Regions from separate parts of the Mus musculus genome. Here region 2 is linked to region 1. Evidence: chromatin contacts called from public promoter capture Hi-C data. All regions are on one chromosome and are shown on one strand. Each heading gives the region's core, a stretch centred on a gene start, on an enhancer-like site or on the middle of the called end of the contact. The rest is flanking DNA. Distances are from core to core; before and after follow the strand shown.

Region 1 (2,540 bases), core at 17-2,516:
CCTCCTCTTGAATCTCTGTGGTCCTGGATGAGCGGTGACACATTCCAGCTATTACCCGGTCCCTGTTTAGCATCATGGAACCCTCACAGAGGCCCCGAACTGTCACCGGCGCCCCTATCCCCTACCAGGGCACATTTGCAACCTGCCAATACCAGGATGTGATTGTGGCAAATGGGAACATCCTTAGGTCTTGCAGCTAAGAAACTCATTGATGAGGTTCCTTATGCAAAAGCACCCGAGGCCACCAACAAGGCCCGATATGGGAGGAAAACCTGAAGACATCGTTCCTTTACCCTATCCTGAGGGAAAAGGATCGCCAAGCATGGCTGTAGGGGCAGGGATCCACGGTTTCTGACTTTATCCTGTAATTTCCCCTCTTCACAACCTTGTATGTTGTTTAGAACTTGGTGAGTTGATCACTTCCTTAGAAGGAGAACTGAACAACGCGTCAATAAAGCTGCCTTCCCAAGGCATTTACTTTGCGTTCCAAGATAAACTTTTTGCCCCCATGCTCACTCAGTAAACTCCCAAGATACTTGCGGAGTACCAATTAGCCCAGCTGTTTCTGTCCATGAGGTAACCCTCTCCTAATTCCCATTAGGGCTACTTGGGAACCTCTTGCTCTATTTCCTTGGATGGCAGATTTATTCATTTCTCTGATCTATCCTTTTCAAGAACTGAGAGCCTTGCTGGGCCCAGCTCGCCTGTAAGAATCCGCGGCGGGCCCCTCACCACCCCCAAAGCACACCCCAGTCTTCTTATGATGACACAGAAGAACTGAATCTTAAACTTCCACTTTCTTCCCACCCGCGATCCGCCGGGGGCACGCACTTACCTGGAGCTTAGGCAGGCCTAGCAGACGCCACGTCTCTGGTTTGGGTTGAACTGCCTCCAGCCCTTTATACAGCCCATCCTGCAAAGTAGCCACGTAGGAGCCACCGGGCAAGGGGCGGGTAGCCAAAGAAGGTCTCTTCCAGGCGAGGAAGGGAGTTCGAAAAAAGTCACCAGTTGGGTGAGCTTGCACTCTGGTGGCACAAATAGAACTCCTGGGGTGTGTAGAGAGCCCCCTGGGGAGTGTTTGGGGGTCCCATCTCGGGAAGAGGCGGGGCTAGAGGAGGGGCCTGGGAAGGTCAGGGGTGGGTGGGGCGCTCAGTTTGCACGCGGGAGGGGCGGAGTAGGGGAGGTGCGGCGGAGGGGGCGGGGCGGGGGCGGGGCGAGGCGAGGCGGTCCTGTGCTCCCCGCCCCGAGCTCTGGGCCCGCTCACCCAGCGCTGGTCTACTCGCTAGGAAGGCGGCGTCAGCAGCGGCTGCTCACGCTGTGCCCACTCCCGCGCGCGCTGCGCTCCCGCCGCGGGTGGGCTCCTCAGCCCTTGGCTGACGGTGGCCCCAGCCTTGTGGCGACCTCTGTATCCCACCTTCCCACTGCGGGGGCGTCCCGGCACGTGCAATCCTTTTTGGGGGTGTTCTTGGTTCCCACGCGCAGCTACTAAGCAGAGGGTACCCAACTTTGCCACCTCACCGGTCGCCCTCTCTCGGCGCGAGCCTGTCCACTCAGCTGCACAACTGGAGACTCCGGCAGACTAGCTGGTCCCCAGCCTGGCGCGCTGCGAGAGGAGGATAGCTCTGGAGAAGTGGCGGGGTGCAGTGGTGGCGGCTGCCTCGACTTCCCTCGTAGTACACTGAAGAGGACCCTTGGAGCAGCTCCGGGCCCCGGGGCGCTGGATGACTAGCAGGAGGAACGCGCCCGGCATCTGGTGAGCTCTCTCCCCGCAGAGTCCCTGAGTGTCATAGCTGAGACCCTGCACGTGTGAACTGGACTCGGCACTGGTCCATTTGCGGGTGGTGTAAGTCTCTGGTAGGGTCACTCTGCAGACACCTGGGTGGGGACAACCTGGCAGAGGCGCGTGCAGGACTACCATCAAAGCGGGGGCGGTCGCAGTGGAGATAGTGCACGGGCTGGAAGTTTGTGTCTTAGCCTTTCCCTGGATACGAGCGTGGATTGAGAAGGTCCGGGTGTGCGACCGGTCAGTGGGCAAGCCTGCACCTCGGCCAGCACCTTTCAGGTACCCGTGGAGATCTGTGTGCGTAATCCGCGCTAGGCCAGGCTTGCTTGGTGGGATCTGGAACCGGGATTGGTGGTCGGAATCGCCTACCTCCCTGCACGGTGGACTAGGGGACATTTATTTTCCTGCTCTCTGCACAGGGGCTCTGCGGTGTTCGTGAAAATCTGGGGTTAGTGGGACCAGGGCACAACTCCGCCAGGGTGTTTTGCTGAGGAAGACTAAGGCAGGGATGGCGAAGCCTGGGGCTTCAGCAGGATGAGCTCCAATCGCAGAGCCCCCGTCTGCGGGCAGCCCAGCCGCACGCATTTCATACCCGGGTTCACGGTCTGGGGCCAGGAGAAGATCGGTGCTCAGGATATTCCGAGGAACTGTTGGAGGGGAGTGATCTCCGGCGATCGCCCTTGGAATTGGGCCCAGAGCGGGTAGGTCCCGGTCCCGGTACCCCTCACCTCCCGCCCCGGGCTTTGGCGGGAAGCGC
Region 2 (2,540 bases), core at 21-2,520, 1.4 Mb after region 1:
TTTTGCTGGACCTGGCCTTTCTTCCTTTCCTTTCTCTCCACGGGCTTCTTCACTGATCAGGTAGTACTGTAGAGGATTGGGCCACAGGTCCTCATTAATTATCTCAACAATCTTGTCAGACTCAATAGAGCTGTGATTTGAAAACCACCCAAAGAAGCTACCATTGTTTTCTGGGTTTTCCTTGCTTAGGGATTGTAGATCATGGCCTGGGAGCCACTGGATTGGAGCTGAACGAGACACCACTTGACCGGATGGACCACAGCCATATTCCTTAATGAGCACCTTGTTTTGGAAATAGGGGTTTCGGCCAAAGTAGAACTTGATTTTGTAGCCCAACCTGGCAAGGCCAAGTTCTTCCACCTCCAGTCTGTTCAAATAGCTCAATACCTCCTTATCTTTGGTATTCAGAAAAGCTGACAGCTGGGGATGGTTCTGAAAAGCTTGCCCCCAGAAGCCCGGAATGCTCTGGATGAGGAGGTTCCGGCGCTCTAAGTGGTGAAGTCGCAACTGGCCAAACTTGCGTGAAAGCCTGAGATATGCCCTGTCAGCCTGTGCATTCATGGTCTCTAGCTTTAGCTGGACCGTCTCTAGGGTATCCATGCTGCCCACTGTCGCGGGAGACCCTGCCCCAGCATGCTTCTCTGTCATCTTTTTTTCCTCCCCCACTGGAGCAGCGGCGCACAACCCCGCAGAGGCCATCTTCGGCTTCCCACTAACTGTGGCCTGAGGTCCCCTCCCCGTGGCGCTCCGAGTATCTGGGGCCTTCCTCCCGGGGACTCGCCGATTTCCAATGCGGGAGCCGCGTCGCAGCTTCGCCAAGGCTCCCACGGTTCCCACGAAGCTGGTGTCGCTGGTCAGGCGCTCGGCGAGGGAACGGGCCCTCTCCAGGTCCGGATCAGGGGCCGCCAGCCCGCGCTCGTCTGCAGCCCGAGCCCGCAACGCCAGGCCGCAGTCCAGCGGGAGGCGGCAGGCCGCCTCTTCCCGCAGCTCGGCTGGTTCGGCGCCTCCTTGAGCTGCGCCGGCCTGCACCTGCGCGGCCGCGGAGTCCTCCCCGAGCCGCGGGCTCTGTGGTGGCTTTTCGTCGTGCCAGGCGTCTTCCGCAGCGGCCCGGACCCGGGCTCTGGCCCGGCCTTTGCCCCGGCCTTTGGCGCGGGAAGACTTTCGACCCCTACTCCGTCCGCTCATGGTGCCAGAGAACAAGGTTTCAAAGCCGCTACCAGCCCAGGGTCTCTACGAAGCTGGCCTCTCCATGGCAACCGTGACGTCACCACGGCAGGACCCACTGCACCCAGTGATTGGCTCCGCTCAGCGGCTGCGTACCAGCCCACCCTCACATGCTACACGCCCTTAGTCTTATTTTGCAGTTAGAAAGTTAGTTTCCACCTGTGCTTGGCCTTGGTAGTGTTGCTGACTCATCTCCTATCATTGATAGCAAGCGTGTCCCCAGGGGTTCATAAGACAGAGCCATTGCTCCTACAGTGACATCGTAAAGGCACCCACTACCGTCTCCATCAATTTTCTAAGTATTTTTCCTCTTCTGTTATTTTCTGTGACATCTCTCATAATTAATTGGTCATCGGCATGTCTGTCTCATTACATAATTATTCTACTGTAAGATTTGTCCCAACGATTCAACTCTAGGGAATGTGAAAGCCAGAACCATAATATTTATGTAAAATGACTTAGAAAGAATAAAAAAGTAACATACAAGGCATTTTACTGAATACTAATTTTACATTATCTCTGTTCTTGAAGGAGGTATTCTTGTTCCCAGTTTCCTGATAAAATGGCAACTGAGGGCTGGTGTTAGTTACATCTCAGTGATAAAACAGTTACTCAGCATGTGGGAAGTCCTGGATTCAGTCCTTAGTGAGGAGGAGGATTCAGTCCTTAGTGAGGAGGAGGAAGAGCAGGTGGAGAGGAGAGGGATACTAAGGAACATTCTGGAGACTATACAGCGAAGGAGAAAAAGGCTTGGCCTAATTATGTTACCATGCTACCATAATCTGTTGGCCCTTTGCAAATGGCTATGGTGACTCCTAAGCTGTTCAGCATGTTAACAAATTCCAAACTCCTTGCCTAGGCACAAATCCTCCAGCTGCCTCAGGTCTACACAGAGTAACGCTGTGAATCCCAGTCCAGAGCCAGAAATAACAGGCCTGAGTCCAAGCTCCTGTAATTGGGATAGGACACACATAGAATAAAAATACCATTCTAGGAGTAGAGAAGGATTTCCAGGTGAGATTTTTGAGACAGAGGGTTTACAGGAGTAGTGAGGGAGGGAGCCCTAGAAATTTTTCATAGCCTACAGAGAATCAGCCAGAAAACCTGTCTGGCACTCCTAAAGAAACCTCATATCCTATAGCAGGGCTACAGCACCATGAGTACTGAGGGAATGCATGACAAATGTGAAGAGAAACTTTCTGAGTGGATCTTCCAGGTTCAAACACCACAACACCCTTGCAGTGAAAAACAGAGAAGTAAGCCTAGCCGTTGGGCAGGATATGGAAGCTTGCTCAAGGTGCACAAGAACTACTAGA

Evidence for each region. Capture Hi-C pulls out chosen DNA fragments and counts their contacts.
Region 2: a promoter capture Hi-C map of liver shows a contact between it and region 1, with 4 times the contacts expected there. The contact joins the promoter of Tspyl5 here to the promoter of Sema5a in region 1. A contact is called at or near these places in 1 of 39 promoter capture datasets (liver), 1 of 115 datasets of contacts at active chromatin or transcription factors (astrocytes) and 1 of 9 other capture datasets (liver).

Annotation. Positions count from the first base shown.
Region 1 is chr15:32,243,547-32,246,086 of GRCm38.p6, forward strand. It overlaps Sema5a (sema domain, seven thrombospondin repeats (type 1 and type 1-like), transmembrane domain (TM) and short cytoplasmic domain, (semaphorin) 5A), which reads left to right and starts at 1,267. Exons shown (of 23, transcript NM_009154.2): 1 at 1,267-1,753. It overlaps Snhg18 (small nucleolar RNA host gene 18), which reads right to left and starts at 1,116. Exons shown (of 2, transcript NR_038186.1): 1 at 836-1,116.
Region 2 is chr15:33,686,613-33,689,152 of GRCm38.p6, forward strand. Tspyl5 (testis-specific protein, Y-encoded-like 5) reads right to left here and starts at 1,271. Exons shown (of 1, transcript NM_001085421.1): 1 at 1-1,271. The coding sequence starts at 1,185.